Regions from separate parts of the Drosophila melanogaster genome. Here regions 1 and 3 are each linked to region 2. A link is a contact called in public Hi-C data. All regions are on one chromosome and are shown on one strand. The core of a region is the stretch at or near the end of the contact, and the rest is flanking DNA. Distances in the headings are between cores, read along the strand shown.

Region 1 (4,042 bases), core at 1,067-3,566, 190 kb after region 2:
TGAAGGATATTTCAATTTAAATTATGTAAATTACACTTCTTTAAATTTGTTTCAAAAAGCTTAAAGTTGAGACGAATTGCTAAATTAGTTCATCAGATTGCTAGAATATTTTATTTCATTTATATACTCCTATTCATGTCACAGCTCGTTACCTCGCCATTATTTTCTCGCAACAAACAGTTGTATTTATTCTGAGTGTTGCAAGTTGGAGCGGCGTTGCAGCCGCCACGCGTGCAATTTGCAGTCGACGGGGAATTGCAGCGGCCCCTGAGCACAGACACACACGAATGGGTTGCAGTGGAGTGGAGTGGAGTGGAGTCCGCTCCTCCAGAAAGTGTTAATTAGCAGCGCGCGTGCTAATTACCAATGCCAGTTGTGAGTGCACCAATGACAGCAGCAACATCGGGAACAGAAAACATGCAGCAGCAACTCCAGTGGCAGCAGCAACTTCAGCGGGAAAATGTCTACTTCAACGGCGCCACAAATGTTTAAGGATGCGTATGTTCGTCGGGCAAAATTAAAATAAATTCGAATTTATACGTATATAAGTCTCAAAAGAAACTTTAGATCCAACTAACTTTCTGAATTATTTTTTTATATTTTATACAAACAAATATTGTAAAAGTTAATATTTTTGCAGATATTGGATTAATTATAGCTTTCGGTTTAAAGGTTAAAGTACAGCTTGTACTATATATGCAAAACATAATATTTACATCCTAGCAGGAATTTGAATTATTTACACTTTAACTTTTTTCTCATCTAGCAATTTATTATTATTATTCGGTCATGCTACGGTTTTCGAATTTGTAAGAATTTTTCGATTTGTAAAACGGGCACTTTTGTCTGGCCGTAATGAAAACTAAATTCCTTTTTTATATCAAAGCAAAAGTTTTGTCCACATTTTTCTTCGAAAACCATTTTATCAATTTATCCCAAAAGCGTGCTGCATATATTTAGTGCCATGCTCAGAGTTGCCAGATCAGACAAAAAAGGTGATTTCCCTCTTCTGGTTACTGTGTTTAGTAACAGCTTATCAGCATTTCACATTATGTTAAATAAACGAAGAGAAAAATCACAGTTATGTATTTAAAAAGGGACAAAATAATGCAAATATTTTCAAAATTTTAAAAAATTTGTTTCTTAATCAATATTGTAGGCTCAATTAAGTTTGGCAATCTTTAAACTTAAGCCAGTTAAACAGACTAACTTTACAAACTAACTATATAAAACCTAGATACTTTATTTTGTTAGGTTTTGTTTCGTTTACAACGCAAATGGTTTACAAAACCTACCGGAACAGCTTTAAAATACTATTAAGTGGTGCTTATACTGGAGACGGGTCACTGCGCAAACGCAAGTTGTATCGAAGTGTACTCAGTGTACTCATATGATAAACCGCACGACTATCACATCAATGTGCGCAACCATCGCTTCGTAAACAGCATATGATGACGAACTTTTTGAAATTTAAGTGGCATTTGAACTTGGCGGGCTTTTTTCTTTCAAACTAGAAGTGATTTAAGCTATACGGCAGCCCAACGGCAGATCGCCATTTAAAATGCTATGTAAGGTACTTGATACTTGGTAAGCCTGCCATTCTTGTGCGAGAAGTAGCGTAGCAGTAGCCGCGCACCCTTCCTAGCTACCACTCAAATGTCTAATTGATTTTTAACGAAAATGCCAGAAACAAAATTAAGTAATTTTTTCAATCCGGTTGCTTAGCAGCTCTGTTAATTAACAGTGCAGCTTATCAGCATTTTACAGCTATAAGTCGTTAATCGATATAACATCGCACGAAATAATCGATAGGTCACAACGAACGTATAAGCATTATCGCGTATACGCACTATAAACAAACAATTTTACCTTTATTAAGCATACGAACAGTGGTACAAGGATTCAAAATTCTGAGTGCAAATAAAATAAATTGTTTTTCTACAACAAATTTGATGATATTATTTAGCTTTTTAAACATAACCGAATAATAAAGCAATGTTTAATATGTATTGGAGCAAGTGAATGAATGTAGGAGGCATAGGCAATATAAATATAAGTAACTATGCTTATATTCCATTAACAAGTAAAATTAGTACGTATACGAAAATATAGATCAGTCTGATTAAATAAAGTAAACGCTTCGCCCATTGTAATTACGCATTTAGCCAGATTTATTTGCCCAACCGTACACAAGTAAAAACAAGCAAGATCGGAGAATGGCAAAGAGAAAATCGCGCTGAGTGCCGAAAAAAGAGAGCGAAAGGCAAAAAGAGAGCGAGAAACGTAAATAAAAATGTTCAATTGGCAAACAACTCCTTAGTTTGCTGGAAACCTCCACTGTAATCGGTTGTGTGCTGTGCTCTAGTGAAAAATCCCGAAACCTCACATATTTATCACCTTAAAAGCGGCGTCTCAAACAAAACACAAATACGCAGCACTGCGAAAAAGACCAGCATCGGGGCTAAATCAAAAATAAAAACAACTAAGAAACAACTAAAAAACAAGAGACCAAATGGACAGACAGGCGGTCAATTGAAAACAAATAGTACAATGAAGTTTTATTTTTGGATCAGTTAGACTCTCGACAAGTAAAGTAAAGGTAATGCCAATCGAGTCCAAAATATATTCATACTCGTAATATGCGTAGGCCAAGCGACCTAATTTCGGCGCTAAGTGTTTCACCTGGCTTTATGCCTATTTTGTTATGTTTCTCGCTATCTCGATCATTTGGTTTGGTTTCTACTTTTGGCATTATTTTTAATGGTCACTGTGAAAAATATGTGCTGCAAATGCTAAAGATGGAATTTCATTCGCTGCTTCCTTTTTAAAAGCCGAGTAAACCGCGGGCTCCGCTTTAGCTCTTTGTCCAATAACATTTGAGGGCGAATCGGTCAAATGCACTTTCAGATATGCACGTGTCGGCGGACATTTTGTTTTGGCCACCACTTCACTGGCTTGCAAAAACATAAATAGTCTATAAATATCTGTGATGCATCTTGTATTGTCGATAAACTTCGATAAAAGTAATAAGCTGCAAATAAATGGCCAAACTGCAACATAGTAAAAACTTGATCGGAAACGTATACGTTTCCCAGCCATTGGAAAATGCTGAAACGCTGAAATACAGGAAAACCCCATAAGCGCCCATTCAGCAATATACTTTTGGCCCAAACTGTGTGCGACTTTTAGTACGTACAGTATGTGTGTGTGGTATCAAAACGAAGAGTTATCAGGCAATCATATGGCATATGTTATAACACACTTATCGTGCGAATCGAAGAAAACAAAGCAGGTAGCGTGTTTGAGCGGTAATCAGAGTGTACTTGGCAACTTGGTTACAACTGCGTGGTAAGAGTGGTAAGAGCCTTCAAATCTCAGACAGGAGACAGAAAAACGGAAGATTAGATAAAAGTGCATTTCAGGAACAAAGTGCGATGGGTTACGCTGCAAGTGGTTGAGGTAGAAATGATGCAATTTCAGACTTAGGTAAAATATAAATTGCGAAGGTATGGGTTATGCAAATAAGATTAGATACATATATAAGATGAGAACGCATTTTAAGACAAATAAAAGGGGAATCCGAGTCTAAATATTATGCAGTTTACTTTACGTGCATCGAACTAACTAACTTTCGATTTTTTAACCTCTTTCCTTTCAGATATTTAGTGCAGCGCAACTAAAAAAAGAGCAGAAACACGTATTTACAATTATCACAGTTAATCAAAGATATATATACGCGTTTATATATATATTTAATCAGCCTTTGGACTTTGAACGTAAGAAATGGAAAAGTTAATCACAATTTGCCTCCTCCTGAGGATTCTACAATCGTGTGGTGAGTAAATAGTGCCGAAATTAGTTCATCAATGATGTGAATCACTGCCCTCGGATAATTCGAATATTGTTTTTCCGTTTTTGTATCTTTTGTGTTTACTTTGACCCTATTGAGATTGAGATAGTTTCCATTAAAGAAAAAACAGCGGTGGAATGCCTACGTCACGGCAGCAGCCTCATGATTCTATATATATCGCTTCGATCCTGC
Region 2 (4,275 bases), core at 1,379-3,878:
GGTTCGTTTGTAGGGCGAGAGGCAAGCCGAAAATATTTAAAATCGTCTTGTAATAGTGATATATTAGCACCCACTTTGTGTCAAATCTCGAGTAGCTAATATATAGTATTATTTTTGGGATTAACAAATTATATGATTTTCTGAAGTTCATGGACTGGATTCCTTTCGACAGAACGTTTACAAATTGTATGCAAAGTATTATTCAAAATTTGCATATAACTTGGCAGCGGTGACAGAAACATACAATTTTTTCTGATGTATCGAATTGGCTTCCAATCGACGCTACACGATATCGGATTTCATCGCAGTGTAGTCGTCTCGTCTCGTTACTCAACGGCTTTGTTATGCTTTTGGTCGCTTTTGCTTCGCTCTGACCTCTGAATTTGCTCGATGGCGATGCCGTTCGCATTTTTGCCCAGAATACTCTTTCGAGGTGGAGTCTGTAAAGTTTTCCACGGCAATTGGCATGCCCATCGATTGCCGAACTTCCATTTGCATTTCGCTGGGTTGCTAATGGGAATCGCTTTGAACCCTGACCGGAACGCCATTGGGCTTTTATCGGGCTTTTCCCGGGTTTAAAGCATGAAAAGATGGTCTGTTGAAAGGGTTCAAAGGGTTTGAAGTTCATTGCCTTGGAAGAATCGTAAAACTTCCAGATTCTAGATTGAAACTGATGTAGTTTTACATAGATTCTTTTTCGTCTAATAAATATCGAAAATAACGCCAAAATTTAATATTCATTAAAATTTTAATTCTTGGTGCCATTTTTCTAGAGTATCTAAACTTCAGCTACATCTGAAAAGTTTTTTCCCGTATTCCGACATCGCTTTATTTACTCTAGTTTCTTATTTTGCGGCGTTGCTTATTTGTCTACTTAGGTTTTTTATTTCGGGGAACCGCAGGATTGTTAAAGAGTTATTTTTGACGTTTCTTGTAAACATAAATAAGTTCCATTATCACTGCTTGATTGTTTAATAAATGAAGTGTAACTCTCTGATTTCTTGAATTACTTCTTAAACCATGGAACCTGACCAAATTCGAACACCGCTCATTATTCATACACCCCTTAATTTGGTTATTCGATTGATTTATTGTGAAAAGATAAGTTTGCACTGTAGGTTGATACATTTTTGGATGGTAACCCTAAAGCATGTCTTGAAAATCTGAAATATGGAGTAATAACTCTTGTCGAGCAGATCTTAAACCATTTTCCCTAGGGCATTGAAGCTTCGACTCCGTCACGTAAGCACTTCCCCTCCGGCTTTTATTTATTTGCTCTGGTTTTCATACATTCGGATTCGGCGTTGCTTTTTCGCTTTCGGCTCTTTAAAGCTTGGCCGGCTTCTTTCCTTCTTTTTTTTTTTTATTGGTGTTTTTGGTTGTGAGTAGTTGGCTGCCAAGCTTAAATAAGTCTTTAATGGACTGTGCGTGTCGCAGGGGAGGGGGAATTGTATAGTATAGGTACTGGGCATGGGCATGGTCATGGCATGATATGGCTAATGAAATCAAATTGTTTGATCATTGCGATAAATTCAATACCAACTCTGCCTAATTTCTGTCCATTTACGCACGCCGCTTTGCGCTTTTAACCTTGATTTCTTAGTGTAAACAAAAAAGTGAAAAAATCGGAAAAAATACAACAAAATTAAATACAAATAAAAACGCGACCCAGGCCGAGTGGCAGCCAGCGAGTGGGAGTGAGACACATGATAAACGATGCCGAGATACAAAGATACATTCATCGAGCATAGAGTAGTACGAAAAGCTTTCAGCATTTGACGATCTGTCAGTCGCGCCGACTATTTGTCCCTGTGTATTCTACTCATCTGGTGTTTTCCGTTTTCATCTGTTCTCGCTATTGGGCTTTTTATTAAGTTACCTATTTATAATTTGTTTATTATTTAGCAAATGCGTGCGAATAATGTTTAAATATACCCTAGGGCAGCAGCATCTGGAAGTTGCTTAAAAGCGAAAATACGAAGCACAAATTGAAAAAAACGTACGCCAAATCCATAAATATTTTATAAATGACGTTATTGTACAGTTTTCCCCCTGGTTATATTATTAGCTATGCTATCTTATCTATGTACGCTCAACGTGTCCCAATGTGCGTGTCGGTGTTTGTTTGTATAGCCATATTGGGTGTTTGTATGGGCCAACAACGCTACCGTCATTACCCTTCTACTTTTATGCTGGCTTATATAATCGTCGGCGGCGGTAGGAAAAAAATTATAAAGAAGGTAATGCGAGCAGAGTGAGGGGAACGAAAAAATCAACTTGGTCGCAGATTCCACCAGTGCCTGTATTATATAGATTATGTACAATCTGTGGAATGCGCTTCTACACACCTGCCACGTAAAATTCGTGTTTTTTTTCTTGTCACTCGAGCATAAATTCTACTTGCTCACATGGTTTGCTTTTAGTTATTCGCACTACACTTGTTTTGTATTTATTTTGTATTTTTCTGCGGTTTATTGGGCTTGGTTAGCTGGTGTTTTTTTTTTTCTTTTTTATAGCACGGTTTCTGTTCACTTCACAAAACGAAAATTAATTGTGGGTGCATGAATTTCGTGTGTTTTTTTTTTTTTAGCTTATGAGGCTTCCGCGATCACTGCTCAAATTCAACTGAGTTTCCAAGCTCGATCCACAAAAACTTTATAGCTTGTGGTTATCGCTTGGGCACTCTCTCTTAAGGGGGGAGCGTTCGCGGTTTTGGGAGAGAGAATGGAGCGTTATTTCACGATCGGAAGAAAAAGCTCGCTCTCTTTTGGCCCGCATTCTTCGCTGCCATGCATTAAATCTTTTTTTTGTTGATCTTTGGCCGGCAGCCGGCTTCTTTTCTATCAGTCTTCTCTTGTGGTCTTCGCTCTTCAAGCCTTCTTACGCTCACCGTAAGAAGCTTTCTCTCTCTCTCAAAGCTGTTTGATTGGAGGAAAAAAGCATAGATCAACGTCAAAAACAACAGGTCGTAAATTTTCAGAGCAAGTGAGCAGATGGAATTTTGGCGAGTGCATCACGTGCACAAATTCCCGTATACGCAAATTCGCAAAAACTGCAGCGACGATCGATCACACGCATATTAATTGGGGTGGGTTGGATGTGGGTTGGTATCTGGGAAACCGAAGAATCTGGCGAAAAGCGTAAAGATCGTTGCCATCATTCCGCTTTTTCAGGCCAAGGCGTGTGCGCCATGCAAAATGTTAAATGTAAAGTGCTAAATGCGAAATGGAATATCACGACAACACCCGCTCACGCCCATCGAATAAGAAGAGCTGCGGATTAATGTAAAATGCAAAATATGCAAGCAAAATATATACTCACTCATGCACTTGAAAATATGCTTTCACTCGTTTTAATAATATTATTTTAACCTTATATAAAGCCTTGAAGAGATGAGATTCTGAGATCTATACTAGAAATATATGAGTATGACATACAAAAATAAAAAAAAATATTCGATTATTTGATATTAACAACAAGTATTACTTAAAATTATACTCAACAAAAAAATAATAATAATAATAAAACGGAGTAACGGATCAAAAAATATACAATTAACGTTACATTGTTTTAGCCATCAAACTTAACTTAAAAATTGTTTTGCTACTCGAAATTGTATTTACTATTTATTGTGATATAAAGTTAAATATTTCAAGAAGTGTTCTTTTCAGTGTACCGCTTGCGACTGCAGAGATCTTCGCATGCATTTATTCGGCAGTCGGTATAATCCTCTTGTACTTGCAGATTGTTCAGGCGACTAATTGCTAAGTGAGCGGCGCGTCGCCGAATGAGTAATTTTTCGTAGGTTGGTATCTGCTGCAAGTGTCTGGAGTCAGCTACAACAATGTCAAGGGAATACTGCTTCTGAAATTATTGGATTTGCATATTAACAGATCTGGCATAAATGAATGGATTCGATCTGGCTGGGAGTCATTCGAATTGGGGGAATGCGGAATTTGGATATTATTAACGGGCTTATTCAAGTCGGAAAGCTTACGCCTGAAATTGTTTTGCTTTTGTATGCGATTAAAGATAATTGGTTCTTTACCTGCAGTTTAATTTCGGGGTCGAAAAAAAATTATATAGATGAATGTATCAGTATGAGGTGCGTTAAATGTTGTCATTATCATTAACATGTTAAAACACTTCATGATGACCCCAAAACATTTAATATATACTTAATTACCCTGTCGTTCATTTTATGACACCATATCACAACTTAAATTGATCTGAAATTAACGATCATACCTGTATCATACCTGCCTTTTTTGATCT
Region 3 (4,114 bases), core at 613-3,112, 230 kb after region 2:
TTAAATTGTTTTTTATTTTATTACCTAATATCTATCGATATCCCAGAAAAATGATGAAACTTCGCGATCGTATTCCGACTAGATGAGTAATAGGTATCTGATAGTCGGGGAACTCGACTATAGCATTCCCTCTTGTTGAATACTTAAAACAAGTGAACATTTTATGAAAATTTATATAACGTTTAATTAAATAACAATTATTTAAAGCTATGTTCTTTACAATCCGAATCATAGTTGTCATCTATCTCTAGTTTTACATAACCATTATTCTTTTCATATTTAAATGTTGTTTTCGCTAGTGGTTCTACCTCATCCTCGCTAGCGTCGTCTATGATCTTATAGATCAATGGTGCCTTTTCGACAGTCTCCTTTTTAATAAAACCTGTCAAGACGATGGCTACAAATACACCAATGGCACTTATGACGAAGGGCATTGAAATTGGTGAATTAACTTTATTCTTCGAATCATCCTGGAAAATGAAGAAGAGTACTCCGAAAAAGGCAGGTCCCACACCCTCGCTCAAGCACTCAATTCCAGAGATAATGCCCAGGACAGCACCCCGATTATCGGGACTGGCGTAGATGGAAGCCACCGCATTATTGGCAGCGGGTATAATTGTTGCCAGTGCGGCCAAGATACTGCTTAACCAGTACATCCAATGATGGGTTCCAAAGCCGAAGAAGAACAACTGCAATAGCAGGAGTAATAATCCCAGTCGGATCGACCACTTGGCCCCCACTATGTTTATAATATAACCGAGAAGGAGATTGGATGTGATCGCCAGCACAGATAGTAATCCCAACATCATGGACACCTCCTCGTACTCAAATCCCATATTAGTTTTGAGATAAACGGGCGCAGTAGAATCCACTCCTGCAAAGGGCCAAATCGAGAGGAATGTTATGAGGTATATCACGAGCAGGTTCTTATCCTTACGACTTTTACGCAGCACTTCCCAAAGATCGGAAGAGTTTAGGGATCCATTATCAATTTTCTCCTTTTCAGTTAAATCATTCTGAAGGTTTTCCTCTTTGTTGAACTGTTGGCCCAGCTCTTTATTTGTGACTAGATTTTGTGATGTGCCGTGGTTGGATTTGTTCGCTGAAACGTGGTTATTCAATTTTTCTTCTCTGTTTAAGATCTCTTTCCTTTCCTTCGGGTTAATGTCCTCCATCTTGTTATCACTCTCTTCATCCAACATATTATTTTTTTCTTTTAAAACTAAACTCTCTGGCACCGCAAATATGATAAACATTATATTAATCAAGCCTGTGATGGCGGCAATCAAAATAACTGATGCGGACCCGTACGATTTCATCAAGTAATTCCCCAACGATGGTGAAAAGGCTATTCCTGCGCCAAAACTGGCCGCAACAATGCCATAGCCTTTTGAACGATTCTCCACAGTAGTTGTGTCTGCCACATAGGCCAATGAAGAGGAGTAAGTGCTGCCACAGATGGAGCTCACAGTGAGAATGGCGAAAAACCACCAACTCTTCAACATCATGAATGGAATTGGAGCGTAGGTGGTTGCCACTGCCAGTAGCATCACTACTTTCCGGCCATGAAAATCGGAAATGGCACCCATCACGGGCGTGGTCACAAATCCCAGGATTCCTCTAACTCCATAAACCAGTCCATCGACGAGAAGGACGCGATTCCCAAACGATCCCGACAATTTTTCGATGAAGGGAACGGTGAGAAGACCCCAGGAGAAGTAGTGCATAAACGTAACGATCACCGCGTGCCAAACACTTGCTTTTCCGATTCCAGAACGATTAACCAATACTTTCACCAGGGGTCTAAGAAACTTCAACTGCGCCATTTTTTAGTGTTCTGTCCGCGAACTGGCCAACGCCAGAATAGCCTGACAACTCCAGTTTAAATCCAATTTATACGCCTCAGTTTTATAGAAAATATAGTTATGGCTGCACTGTAAAAAACATGATACTCGAACTATACTACACTATTTTGTCGTTTAAAATATATATCGTTTAAACTAGAACTCCTCGCAGAAAGCAAAGAGATGTGTCAAAGAGATCGTAAGCAAAACGCAAATAAGAGAATTTAAAAGTTTGTTTTCAAAATAGCTGAAATTTTCACAAATATATTAACATTATTCATCCAAGCTATTAATAATAACAAACATTTCCCTCTCTTGTTAGTGAGAATAGAACCATAAGGTTCCGATTTACAAGCCAACAAGTAAAGCCATCTACTTTTAGAACTTTTTAAAGGTAAGCCATTAAAAATTATTTAACATATTTTCGTGTCTTAAAATATGGGTTGAGTATGCATGCCTAAACTTTCTATATGACTGTGAATAAATAGTGACATTTTTGCAAATCACAATCACAACTTAGAAGTGCGGATATGAGAATATTGTAAGTATACATATGTATACCAAACCGAAAAAGCACGCTTTAGTCGAGTTCTTCGACTATCACATACCCATTACATGGCTAGCAATGGAAAAACAAAAACAAATTTGTGAAGAAATTAATTCAAAATTGTGGACATGAAAGCTTTTTGCAGTTTGTTGCCGATACCAGTGGACGTGACCAAAATGTTCTCGTTTTGAGAAGTTCGATTTTAAAATCTAGCCAAGATCTAATCATTCTCAGCATACTCAAATCGAGATCAAACCATTCTCAGATTGCAAATGATTTTGCTTTCATTTGTCTTCCTCTCTTTTTTCAGACTCTTCGACAATCTTACACCCAATACTTCTTCCGAAAAATAAAAAATATAAACGTTGAGATCATTTTCGTCTCGAAACCAAGAAGGTTTATTTATTCACTGAGTACGCTGAGCGCAACCGACCTCTATTTTTTTGTTCTCAATTTTTCCGAGTGCAGGAAATGCTTACCTCCCCGCCCGTTTCGTACTTTTTATCTAGCCGATAATACTCTTTTAGTCTACAAGAAAAGGGTATAAATATATAAATACAAATCTCGCACTATTTGTCTGTATTAAATTATAAATTATAAAAATGTTTGGATATATTTCATACATATCGTTCGAGGGATAGCTTTTTATTATTGACTCATTTTATCTAATGAGTCATATCCCTTTAGGTTTGCAATATATTTTTTTTAGCATGCATAGTGATAGGCTTTTAAAACTTTGTTGCTTAAATTGCGTTATTTATTAAAGTAATAATTTGTAAATTATTGTGGAAATAAAGCCCGCTTGTTGTTTTTTTAACTTAATATCTTTAGATTAGACTCACCGGCCATAAGTTCGCTGTTTTGCTGATCCTGCAGCATTGGGATCACCGGCTCGCCGCCAGGTGGCGCATCTGGCATATCATCGGCCGTATGATCGTGACCGTGGGCGGTGGGGGCGTGGCCCTGGGTGGGCGGTGGCTCGGCAAAGAGCATCTCGAAGCGCAGCCGGGTCTTGATTGGACAGACCCTCAGCTGCTGTTGCTGTTGCACTTGTTCGAGCGGGCCACCGATCTCCAGGTGACGATATAGAGCATAAATTTCGGTTTTATGCTCGAAATGGCTCCAAGTGCCGTTATGGGCGGCGTATTTACCGTTGGCGTGATGGCAGCCTGCTTCTCTGACGTCACAGCAGCCGGCTGATTCAACAGCGACAATTTCGCTTTCGACGGCACCAAACTGGCGTAAATAATCTAAAAATAAGACGAGGTTTTTTTTCCTCTGTACACGGGGAGGCTGATGCCGCTTCTTCTTCTTGTTATTTGCCCTTTGCTTCTGCTGAAGCTGCTGCTTCTTCTTGCTATGTTCCCTTTCCTCTTGCTTTTTCTTCTTATCCTCCTCGCCTGCTAGATTCTCCTTCTTCTTACTACTCTTATCCTTTACCCCTTGCTTGTGACAGAGCTCCTCCTCTTTCCGTTCCGCGTGCAGTTGTTGTTGTTGTTGCTGCTGCTGCTTGTTTGACCTTTTCTTTTGGCCAAACTTTCTGCCCCCGTCGACGTCACAGCTGATCGATTTGCTGCACTCGCTCGGCGATTTATCCGCCTCCTGGCTTTGCCTGCTTTTTCGATTTTCCCAATTCACATTCGTCGTCGGCCGTGGGAATTCTGCTATCATAATTTGTATGCCACTTATGCCATAATTATCACACTCACTCTCACTCACACGC

The links. Hi-C and Micro-C count contacts between places; a contact is called where the count stands out from the background.
Region 1: a Hi-C map of the OSC cell line shows a contact between it and region 2, with 9 times the contacts expected there. A contact is called at or near these places in 14 of 107 Hi-C or Micro-C datasets (the Clone 8 cell line, the Kc167 cell line, the ML-DmBG3-c2 cell line and 6 more) and 6 of 7 datasets of targeted methods (the Kc167 cell line and the S2 cell line).
Region 3: a Hi-C map of the Kc167 cell line shows a contact between it and region 2, with 1.5 times the contacts expected there. A contact is called at or near these places in 3 of 107 Hi-C or Micro-C datasets (the Kc167 cell line and the S2 cell line).

The regions. Positions count from the first base shown.
Region 1 is chr3L:20,538,691-20,542,732 of dm6, reverse strand. Rcd2 (Reduction in Cnn dots 2) reads left to right here and starts at 2,316. Exons shown (of 3, transcript NM_140987.3): 1 at 2,316-2,599; 2 at 3,659-3,835. The coding sequence starts at 3,784.
Region 2 is chr3L:20,728,944-20,733,218 of dm6, reverse strand. CG13252 reads right to left here and starts at 2,628. Exons shown (of 3, transcript NM_140991.3): 1 at 2,349-2,628. It overlaps lncRNA:CR43945 (long non-coding RNA:CR43945), which reads left to right and starts at 3,563. Exons shown (of 1, transcript NR_073960.1): 1 at 3,563-3,945.
Region 3 is chr3L:20,497,584-20,501,697 of dm6, reverse strand. It overlaps CG18281, which reads right to left and starts at 1,862. Exons shown (of 1, transcript NM_140979.1): 1 at 198-1,862. The coding sequence starts at 1,826. The coding sequence ends at 198. All of the region lies in intron 1 of CG32425, which reads right to left.